Linked DNA regions of Sus scrofa: region 1 is linked to region 2. The links are chromatin contacts, called in public Hi-C maps. All regions are on one chromosome and are shown on one strand. The core of a region is the stretch at or near the end of the contact, and the rest is flanking DNA. Distances in the headings are between cores, read along the strand shown.

What was found. A called contact is a pair of places that touch in the nucleus more often than the background predicts.
Region 1: a Hi-C map of brain shows a contact between it and region 2, with 3 times the contacts expected there. The contact joins two enhancer-like sites. A contact is called at or near these places in 10 of 47 Hi-C or Micro-C datasets (blood, brain, embryonic fibroblasts and 6 more) and 2 of 2 datasets of contacts at active chromatin or transcription factors (alveolar macrophages and skeletal muscle).

Annotation. Positions count from the first base shown.
Region 1 is chr17:33,683,685-33,688,975 of Sscrofa11.1, forward strand. No RefSeq gene overlaps it. Among named protein-coding and RNA genes, the nearest start is that of SIRPA, 76 kb to the left of the region's middle. Within about 2 kb of position 2,272, at least 23 of the 83 cell types and tissues checked have an H3K27ac peak or open chromatin away from gene starts, as enhancers often do. A contact at or near this core is called in brain and retroperitoneal adipose tissue, where this site is marked.
Region 2 is chr17:33,625,723-33,631,784 of Sscrofa11.1, forward strand. No RefSeq gene overlaps it. Among named protein-coding and RNA genes, the nearest start is that of SIRPA, 18 kb to the left of the region's middle. Within about 2 kb of position 4,254, at least 18 of the 83 cell types and tissues checked have an H3K27ac peak or open chromatin away from gene starts, as enhancers often do. A contact at or near this core is called in brain and retroperitoneal adipose tissue, where this site is marked.

The sequences.
Region 1 (5,291 bases), core at 1,022-3,521, 56 kb after region 2:
AGGCTGGCCTGAGACAGGCTTGTCTCCTCTCTGTCACCATCAGCTCCTCCTTCTCATCTTAGACTTCCTTTCTGGCCTTCACTTAGCTGCGTCATTTTAGGGAACTTGGAAACCAGGCCTCGTGTCTTTAACTTACAAAATTATACACTCCAATGAGCCGGAAAGGGGCTTTTGGAATAATTCTATTGAAAATATGTGGGTTTTCGCCTTGAAATGATCTTCCCGAAATTATCCCCTTTCTCTCTTTATAAATATTAAAAAGAAGGAATCAGAGCTTAGTGCTTTAAATCCCTATTCAGGGATTTCTTGTCTGCCTCCCAGGAAAGCAACCAGTCGTTTCTGAGGAAGAAAAGGAAGAGGCTGGCTCAGTTCACTTTAACGTAACCCCCCCGATCCCCCCACCCCCACCTTTTGGAGCACCCCCGACCCATCCCTCCTTGAGCCCCCTACAGCTAAGCTGGGATGCCCTGGAATGCTATGTGTCAATGTGGGGATAGAAGAAGGAAGGAACAGGCTCCGGAGGGGCGGGAGAGGACAGGTGGGTATGGCTACAGAGATGGAGACAGAGAGACCCGGACCGGAAGGAGGGAGGGAGAGATGGAGTGAATGAAAGGTACAGAGACAGAGAGAGACATGAGGGAGGGAGAGAAGAGAGACAGAGCAAGAGATGGAAGCGGCGCTAGGAAGAAAGAGAGAGACAGGAAAACCCAGAGAGAGGTGGGCTGGGGCAAGAGAGGGAGAGACACAGAGCTAGAGCCCAAGAATTAAAGGAGACAGAGAATCTGGAAAGAGAGCAGCACGCGCTGCACAAGAGGAAGGAAGACCCAGGAAAGAGAGACTGGGAGGAGTCAACAGGGAGCCAGAGATGGACAACGATGCGCAAAAAGGCCCACAGAATGGAGATGGCACAGATTGACCAGTGGGGTAGGGAAGAGCCACGGGACAGAGACACATGAGAGGGCAACACAGGGGGGATGACAAGGTCTGGAAGGGCCGAGCGATGCTCTGGCTGGAGGCCAGCTTGGGCTGGGGACAAATGCAAGATTCATGTGCAGGGTGGCATCTGATGGTGGGAATGCCTCATTCCCAGCCTGGCCCCTCTGGGGCCTTCCTTAGTCCCATGGCTGGTGTTACATGGGGAGGGCTGGGAACAGGAGCCTGGCTTAGGAGACAGGTAGATCCAATATCAGCTCTGCCAAACCTTTGCTGTGTCTGTTAGGCACACTTTTCAATTTTTGGAGCCTTGGTTTTCTCATTTGAAAAGCAGAGATAATGGCGCCTGCATCATAGGGCTGTTGTGCCACCCTCATGGGGCACCACCTGTAAGGGGCTTGACACAATGCCTGAGGATAGTCTGTGTTCCACCTTACATGACTTAGTTGACATCGGGGCTCAAGTGCAATCCTTCCATGATCTCAGAACTGACAGGCACAGATCTTGGAGACCTGGGGGTAAAACTTGTACTTTATAGGCACTCAAATGGGGAAATCTGTGGGAGGAAAAGAACAGGAAATTGTGTAGCTGGGAGAGTTCCTGAGAAGGCTTTCTCAGGCAGCCATGCTGTGTGCAAGAGGCAAGGGAGGGGGGCATGTGGGAGGTGGGGAAGGTAGGAGCACTTAACTGGTTTCTAGTCCCCTGAAAGGGAATCTGGTCAGGAGAGAGGTACCCTGGCCCCCTCTGTGACAATGAGCCCTCCAGGGCTTCTGCTGGCCTGTCTGATCAGGAAGGTATCAGATGCCAGGCTCCTGTAGGCCCTTTGAGGCTGTAACATTCAGGGGTTCTCAAAGGCTGTGATTGGAAGCAGCCTGACCTGCAGTGGGGGTGGGGGTGCTGAGGATGTCCCCTGTACCTCCCTACCGCCCCCAGAGCTGCAGCAGGAACAGAGCCCTCTGCCTTCTGAAGGATCTGTCACAAAGCACGGTGGTGGGTTACTGGTTACCACATAAGCCAAGCCCTTGATCTGCCGTGTTTGAGGAAACCCTTTGTTCCTTTCAAGTCTCTATTCTCTCAGTCAGGGCTGGCACAGAGACTGAAGCCGTGTTTTCTCTTTCTTCCTTTTCTTTTCGGATTTTTAAAAATAACTGGCTTGCGCATTCAGGCAGCATTCCAGAATTGGGTTCCCAGGCTGGGGTTCAGGGCCAGGGACTCCAGCTGCCCCTTCTTCTTGGGAAGACCCGGAAGGAGAGCAAGCCGAAAGGTTGTGGGGATGGGGAGGGCATTGAACCCATGCCCTTGGGAGAGAGACTCAGGCTCAGGCAGCAACCCTGTGAGATGAGCCCGAAGAGCACAGACAGAGCGGTGGTGCATCTGATCCTGGCTGCAGCACCCCCAGGCTGGCCCACGCTGGCGCATTCCCCTCCCTTTCTGGATCTCGGTTTTGTTAAGTGTAACATTAGAGGTCAGAGCAGAGAGGGCTGCCTCTCTCCAAGGCTGGGTCCATGCCAGGCATTGCTAATCAATCCCCACCCCTGAGCCTGGATGAGCCCTGAGAATTCTTTTCGACACACTGTCCTGGGTGTTAGCCCAGGAATTGAGCAGTGAGACCTACCTCCTACCCTGGGACAAGATCATCTCCGAGGGGCCGATGTGAAGTGGGTACTCAAAAAATATTTGTTGGATGAATGGACTTTTTTTTTTTTTTTTTAATTCCTTACTACACGCCAGGCATTGTTCCAAGTACTTTCTAAGCAGTGAACAAAACAAGAGTTCCTGACCTCAATCCAATGTGTGGGGGAGGCAGGCAATAAGCAAATAAGTGGAGAGATGTATCAGGTGTCAGGTGGTGATCAGTGCTAGGAAGAAAAAGGAAGCAAAGTGAAACAATAGAGAGTGACAGAGTGTGGGTGTGGTGGGGGGGTACCTTGCAGAGAAGGTCATCGGAGAAGGTCTTCTGAGGAGGTAATAGTGGAGCAGAGAACTCAACAAAGTGAGAAATCTCTTAAGATTCCATCGCTCTAAGGCTACGAGTGGTTTGACACCAAGATTCTAATTTTTGTTGTGTAAGATTCTAGAATCCCATGAATCTAGGAACCTATAACTAAAATTACAGATTTTTTACTGTTCTCACATTCCATGACAATGAGTCTAGAATTTTGTGACTCTGAAATTCTAGGATTCACTGAAGCATCTTTTTGCTTGAATAGACCAGGATTCATTGCCTCCCCTCTCCCGCTACCCCTAGGAAACGGAGCTGAAAATAGAAACCATCAAAACAACAAGCCATTCCAGCTCTAAGTGCCATAGTAAACAAATGGTCCAATGTTGCTCCCATGGTTTAATTGCAGCAGTTACAGACAAGCCCATTCATGAAGGATCTTCAGTTGATGAAGAGGAAGAGCAAGGTCTCAGGGGTAGGGGAGGCTTGTGGGTGCCCCCGGGGAGAGGTCTGAACCTCTGTCCAGGTGAGATTGTTGCCCTGGGGAGCTGGCTGGATTTTAGCAGCCAAAGCCCTTTTGCCTTTGGGGATCAAGATGGTGGTTATGTTAACTTAGAAGATTAAGAAGGATCTCTCGATTTCCTGTCATGGCACAGCGGAAACGAATCCGACTAGGAACCATGAGGTTGCAGGTTCAATCCCTGGCCTCGCTCAGTGGGTTAAGGGATCCGGCATTGCTGTGAGCTGTGGTGTAGGTTGCAGATGTGGCTGGATCCTGCAATGCTGTGGCTCTGGTGTAGGCTGGCGGCTACAGCTCTAATTCGACCCCTAGCCGGGAACCTCCATATGCCGCGGGTGCGGGCCTCAAAACACACACACACAAAAAAGAAAGGTCTCTCTGAGAGGGTGGCATGATAGTTGGATCTGAAGACTAAGAGAATACTAGGTTTGCACACTGCAGAGGGAAGAGAATTGAGGCAGAGGGAATAGCAGATTCAAATGTCCTGAGGTGAGAGAGAGCTTGGCTGGTTCCCAAAGCAGTTGGAACATAGAAAAATGAGGGGATGAGATCAAAAGGCTGGATCCTACATGGAAGTTCCTGGGAGGTTTTAAACAGAGGAGTGACATAATGTCAATTGTGTAATTAAGAGATTCCTAAGTGCTGAGTTAAATGTACTACTGGGGACAAGAGTAGAAACTAGAAGACCAATAGGAGTCTGGTATTTGCTCCAGGGAGAAATGATGGTGGCTTGGATTTTGATGCAATAAATCCATCTAGTCCTCTCTCTTCTCTCTCTTCCATGCATCATCCCTTCATCCACCCATCCATCCATCCATTCATCCATTTATTACCCAAACACATATTAAGTGTCTGTGGGGAGTCAGGCAGAAGGCTGAAATTACAAAGATGAATTAAACATGGTTCTTAAGGAGTTCCCTGGTGGCTTAGCATTGTCACTAAAATGCTAAAGAACTGGCATTGTCACTACTGTGACTTGGGTCACTGTTGTGGCATGGGTTCAATCCCTGGCCTGGGAACTCTCTAATATCACGGATATGATCAAAAAACAGAACTAAAAACAAACAAAAAAAACATGGTTCCCCACCACAAGGAGCTCAGAAGAACGGTGGGGCATACGACATTGCAACGTAACAGTGTAAACACTCCAGTCAAGGAACGCACCAAGTAGAATGCAAACTCACAGAAGGACACGTGTTGAGTCTGGGAAGTTGGAAAAGGTCTCATGCAGGAGGCATTGAAGTCGGGCCTTCTGGAAGACACAGAGGAGCTGGACGGGCAAGAGAGTGCCTCAGACAAGAGGACACCTGAGCAAAGGCAAGGAGGTAGCCAGAGAGAGCATGGCATGTCCTGGAAATGTGTAGATGTCCAGGGTGGTGGGATCAACGAAGAGGGACACCATGGGACAGACGGAAGTTGTGCTTGTGACGGGGCCTGCCCCTCACTGTTCAGCTCCGCCTGCCCCTACTAGAGCTGAGCAATTTAATTAAGTACCAGCTCTTAAACAAGATGCAGCTGTCTAGCAGATGTTGCCTTCCACCCCAGATGGAGGTGCATCTTGGCGACGAGCAAAGCCTTTCTAGAGCATCTAATTTGTGAGGCTGCAGAAAGGAAAGGAATTCAAGAGGCTGCCCTTGTTATCGAATGGCCATCATTCATCCTACACCCCCGTCCCTTGGTGCCACTGCCCCAGGTCAGACATTCCTGTTGCCTTTGGACCAGAGACAGAGAGCAGGCTGCCGGGTGGGCTGGGAATTTGATTTGCTGGTTCTCACTTAGAGAACAAGAGAAGAAAAGCAAATGAGAAGAGTCTCCAATCTGCAGAGCCCCCAAGAAATCTTATGATAGTGGCAAGTGACCTGACCCTATTTTTCATGAAATAACCCCTATCTACTG
Region 2 (6,062 bases), core at 3,004-5,503:
AGTTGGGGGGCTGAAAGGGTAGGAAAGCTCTCAAGACTTGCTCCCTTGGGAGCTTCCATCCCGGGTCGCCACATTGCCGAAACTCGCCTGGCCGAGTACATGTGTAGAGCCTCAAGCATGTGCGGGTTCACCAGAGAGAAGGCGGCCAGACAGAGCTCCTCCAGACAGTGGTGTGAGTCTCAGAGGACAGACAGCAGGACAGGAGGCGCTTCTCCCTCCCACTCATTTCTCCCCTCCTCCCTCCCCAGTGGAGGACGTGGGGAGGGGAGAAAGGGTGTGACCATGTGCAGGGGAAAAGTCTGATCTGGGGGGACACCCAGTGTGGGCGCAGGCGGGGAGGCTAGAACTTGAGGGCTTCCCTCCCTCACTTCGCCTCTCAGTGGGTGACCCCACCCATCCTCAGCCTTGGGGCTCCCCCCCCCCGCCCTGATGACTCCCTCCCATGTACCCCCACCTTCTTCCTGGGTGCCCTCCTGGTGCCCTCCGGGGCCTCAGAATCAAAGTGCCTGTAAATGACCACACTGCCTCCCCCAGTCTGTCCTCCTTGTTGCCTTTGCTCCCCCCCCACCGCCTTGGCCTGCCCGCCTCCCCCTTCAGAGTCTCCCCGCCCACAACTCCGGCCAGCCCATCTGGCCCCTCCTCACTGTTGCTGCCCCAGCTCAACCCCACTGCCCCCTGAGCTAAGGGTCTTCCTATCTTGAGTGTCTCTGCCTTCAATCCAGCCTCTCTGCGCCATAGGCCGGGCTTTCCAAATGCAAGGCTGTGTCCTCCACCCTTCAGGGGCGCCTTGGCTGTCCTCGGAATGCAGTCCAGCACCTTAGCCAGGACTTCAAGGCCTTTCTACGCCATCAAGGGCTCCCCCCAGCCACATGTGGCTGTCACATGACATTTCTCTGAGTATGCTTCCTGGTCTTTGTGTAAGAGCTTCCTTCTCACCACATCTGCCTGGCAAACTCCTGCCCATCTGTCAGAACCCAACGCTGAAGGGCCTCCTCTAAGGAGGATTTTCCAGTAAGCTCCCCCTTCTGGGTTGGGGTCCCTTTCCTGCGCTTCCCCAGCCCATGCTTGCCCCTCCTGTAGTGGACATCTGCATGAAGTTGGCCACCTGTGTATGCTTCTTCCTTTCCCACCAGACCTGAGCTGCAAGAGGGGGCCGGGGTCGGGGGGGGGTGGGCAGTCGGAGATGGGACCTTGACTTTAGCTTATTAGTAAGAGGGCAGGCTCTGGAGCTTCCACCTGAGTGGATCTGGGTTCAAATCCTGTCTCAGCCACTTTCTAGCTGTGCAACCTTGTACAAAGGAATTTAAGTTCCCTGTACCTCCACTTTCTCATCTGTAAAATGGGCAACATAATCATATTTTCCCCTCTATGGGGTTGTTTTGAGGATGAAATGTACATAAAGCACTTAGAAAATTATCTAGCACATAGTGAATGTTCAGTAAACAGAGATTCTTACAATCACCTCCAGATCCCATAGCTGTTCTTCTAAAGGCCTGTTCACCTACCAAATACAAAGCTAGTTCTGCCAAGGTCAGAATTGTCTCTAAACCAATTCTCAAACTCAGATGAGCATCGGAATCAATTAGGATCGTGTGAGAAAGGCAGACTGGTCAGCCCAGCAGGTTTGGGGTGGGCGTGGGAATGAGGTTTTGAGCACGTTCCTGTATCCCATTCTGATGGAGGTGGTCTGAGGCCAGACTCAGACCACTGCTCTGCAGAGCGAGAAAGGAGGGCTTTGCCATGGAAACAGGACTCCTGTGACCAGCCCCTCCTCACCCCCATCTGCTGCACCAGAAAGGAAGGTTTGGGAGGCGACAGAGCTATCAAAGGCCTGCCTCTGAGCCAGGGGGCCTGGGTTCTAATCCTGGCTTCCTTTTCTGGGCCTGGGTTCTAATCCTGCCTCTGAGCCAGGGGGCCTGGGTTCTAATCCTGGCTTCGTTGTGCCCCTTTCCACTCTTGGGGAAGTGGGGATCCCACCTCCCTGGCGTGAGGACCGGGTGCTTTTCCATCCAGAGATGCCGAGAGGGAGGCAAAGTGAGCACTCAGCAAGCCAGGGTGGGCGTCACCTTCGTCCTGCAGCCGTTTGTCTTCTGAGCCCTGCTCTCCCTGAGTGTTTTATTTTCTGGTGATGGATTCCAGCTCATGTCCGGGGCCTGCACCTGCATACAAATGCCAAGAGGACAGGCGGCCCCCGGGGATCTGTCCTCGCCTGCTCTCCGCCAAGCACCAGGCTGTGAGTTCCCGGTGGGCCCGGAAGTCCCAGGATCTCCTGCGAGGGCTGGACCCCCCATGCCCTGCCGTGGCCGGAAGCAGCCAGGCTGCTGGGCCGCTTTGAGAGTGGGTGTCCTTGTGAGAATGTGACCACTGGGAGGTCTTCGGGGGACTGGGGAGGTGCTGGGACAATCGGTCGCTGTTTGGGGGAGTGAAGCTGGCAGGGCCTTGCCCCTCGGCACCGAGCCTCTTCCAAGCCCCTGCCAAGCCGGGGCCTGGTTTTCCACTGCCTGCCGGTTCCAGGGTGCTCGGGGGGGAGGGCGGGCGCAGGGCTTTGCTCCTGTCTCCAGAGTCTTAGCTCTGCTCAAGGAGGAGGCCTGAGCAGGTTTGCAAAGCAGCAGACATGCTCTGCCTGGGCCTTGCTCTTTGCAGGGCTGCTGGGGACCGCACAGGCCACGGAGAAGCTCGAGACCGTGTGCTTGGGTGGCCCTCGTCAAGTGCCTTGGCTGGGGAGACAGCAAGGGAACAAAATAAAGTCTCTGTCTCTGTGCAGCCTATGTTCTCATGCTGGGAGATGTGAAAGCTGGAGAGAGCACAAGGGAGAAAAATAAAGTGGCATGAAGGGACTCAGGTGATGATACAGGGGCTGTTTTTGCTGGACTGATGCGTGGCTCTCTGAAACGATGACGTTTGCACAGACACCCAAAGGGTGCCGTGGAGAGAGAGAGGTGTGAATATCTGGAGGAAGAGTGTTCAGGCGGAGGGAACTGCATGGGCAGCGCTGCTGAGCAGGGAGAGGACCTGCACATTCGAGAAGCGCCTAAAGGGTGCAGCGATGGAGAGGGAGGGGGAAGACGAGGAGTCCGAAGAGGTGAACCTCCTCACATCCACCGTCATCACCTCCATCCTACAGACGGGGAAACTGAGCTCAGGCAGGTTAGGCAACTTGCCTGAAGCCACACCACTGGTGACCAGAGGCACGTGGTCTGACACCCATTCCTTCTGATGCCAGAGCCTCTTATTCTCTGTGTTACGAAGATGCTTGATTGTGAAGCACAGGTGGTGCCTTAGAATCAGTAACCTGGGGCTCACTGGGGCTCATTGGGGGTGGGTCATTTTCTCTTCCAAAATCAGTGGGGCTGCATGCTGGACCCCGGGGGCAGGACCATCTCTGAGGGCCTTCCTGGAGAGCGAGGGTCTGCAGGCCTGGTCGTTATCCTCCGGCTGCCCTCACTCGTCACTCAGCTCTTCTGGGCCTTGGCTTTCTTATCTGTAAACGGAAGCTAAGAAGGTAAGAGGCAGATGAGCTCAGGCTGTGGTAGGCGATGAGGAAACCTGGACCCCCCCACTCTCTGTAGGCCCCCGAAGCTGTGGTCCTTACATCTCAGAGGGACCCTCCCTGGGCATGCGTTCAGAAGGAAGCATCTCTCCCCAGGGGTGCTGGCCTGAAACAGGCTTCTGAGAGGTGCAGATGCAGGGAGCTGGGGGACCACACTCCAGGGGTAAAACCTTGTGAAAAGGGGAGACATGGGCAGCCCCCTCCCGGCCCCTCCCAGGGCTCTCCCTGCTTTTCTGTTGCGGCATCCATCACACTTGTAATTACTTGTTTAGCATCTGTCTGCTTCTCTGGGCTGCACGCTGTCTCTGCTGGCCTTGTTCATGGCTGGGTCCCCAGCACTGAGCAGCCTGCCTGGGGCGTAATAAATGTTTGCTGGGAAAACAAACAAACAGACGCCTGGCTGGCTAAGTGAATGCACGGATGCTCTTTGGAGCAGCTGGACGCAGTGGCCCCCTGAGGTCTGGGATCTAACAGAGGCTCTTCAGCCACACGCTTCTTGTGTGATCTTGGGCAAGTCATAGTGTTTTCTGGAAAACTAGGTAGGTGAGTGAGGAAGCGTGGCTTGCAGAGGATCCTGGAGAGGTCTGGAGGGGTGCGTGGGAACGAAGTTCAGGGAGAGAGAACTGCATGGGCCAAAGCAAGGCGGCCTGCTCAGGGCACAGCCAGATGTCCGTGGGACCAGTGCTGGCCCTGCCCCTGGGTAGTGTGCACTGTGTATGAGGAAGCTCAGGCACAGACAGGAAAAGCCCTGGCCTCAAGGCTCCTCAGCATGGGGCCTGGGGGGGTGGGTGTGGGTGGCAGGCTCTTCTCCCCCTCGTGGGGGCCACGTGGAGGGGTGGTGGCACGGGGCAAGGGGACTGGGGAGGCTTTCAGGTCAGTGCTGGGGGCCTCAAAGATCAGGCCGATGAGCCCAGACTCAGGGCTCGAGGCCTAGGGAGCCCAGGTGCTGGGGAGGCAGGGAGAAGGGGAACTCGCCCTCAGACAAGGGCCCCCGGCTGTGCCATGCGTGGGGCAGTGAGGACAGAGTCATTGCACAGAACCCCCCTCACTTCTCCTTCCCTTACTTGAAGGGGAACTCTGAGGAGAGGCAAGGGTTTCTCAACTGGGGCCACTTGGGGGGGTGGGCGCTTAGCTTGGTGGCTGGTGGGTGTGCCCATGTGTGTGCCAGGGTGACTCAGAGAGGACACCACGCCTCTGCGAGACGGAATTCTATCATGGAAATCGTTTGGTAGCCCTCGGGTGGCACGAGGTCGCACAGCAAGCTGGCACTAGAATATTTCGAGCTCGCAGTAATGAAAGCAAACGGCAATTTGGCGTGTCTTCAGGCTTGAAAGCCGCAGCGGCGTTCAGTCATTGCAGGCCCGTCATTACCCGCCGCTAATGGGGCCTGCTGCTCCCAGGCTGGGGAGGGAGCGAGGGCTCAGAGAGGTTAAGTGACTTGCCCAGCGTCACAGGGCCAGTAATGGGAGGGCAAAGTCCGGGCCGCAGTTTGGCCTCTCCCCCTCCCCCAAGGCCAGGCTGCTCCCCGAATGGATCAGCTCTGAGCGGTTCCTAAGCGCTGGTTTCCATAGCAGCCGGGCCATTCCGCACAAAGGCTCCCCCATCTTCCCTGGGCTTCGCTGCTGTGGGGGCTGCAGGGGCGGGACATGCTCTGTTTTGGGGGGCAGCCGCGGGGCCGGGCGGGGAGAAGCTGACAGGCTGTTTGGACAGTGGTGGGGCCCCTGGCCCTTACAGGAGGGCCACTCTTTTTCAGTTCTTCCATTTTGGCTCTGGACTCGAGTTCTCTTTGAGGTTGAGAGGGTGGGGAGAGCGGAGAGAGAAAGATAAATGGAAAAACCAGAAACAGAAAATGGGAAAGACAGAGACAAAAGAAATCATATAAGAGCCCAGACAGCAAAAAAATGAAGAGGCATGCGCTGCTTTCCAGACAAATCGTTTCATGGCATCTTAATAATCGTGCGAGGGGGGTTCTGTTTACTCTGATTTTACAGGTGAGGAAACTGAGGGCAATTGCAGTGCTTCTCGGAATAAAGCCCAAGCGCCAGCCTGTCTCTCCCGGGAGGTGGGGGGAGAGGATGCTGCTTAAAGGGTAGGTTCCCTGCCTTACCCTGGACACACAGGATCAATATCTCTGGGTGGGGCCGGGAACCTGAATTTAGGTGATTCCCCGGGAGAATCTTCTAGAGAGCAAAGTTGGAGGTGTCCCCTGTCAGGATGGCTGTTCGGTCCTTTGCTTAAGTTTATGTGGCATTAATGCAGAGCCAGGATTTAGGACCCAGAAGGGAGTGAGAGAGAGAGGAAAGTGACAAAGAGGAGCTTTTAAAGCAAGACTGATATGCCTCAGAAGAGAAGGCAGAGAGCAAGGAAGGAATAAGGCAGGAAGAGCCACGTGGAGCGGTCGGTCTGCAGCTTGAGGGAAGCTGCAGGATCTGGTGGGATCAGGGCGAGTTTGTTGACCCTGGACAGTCTAAACGCTCTAAGCGCAGCCCTCGCTTAACCCTCTCACCAGGCC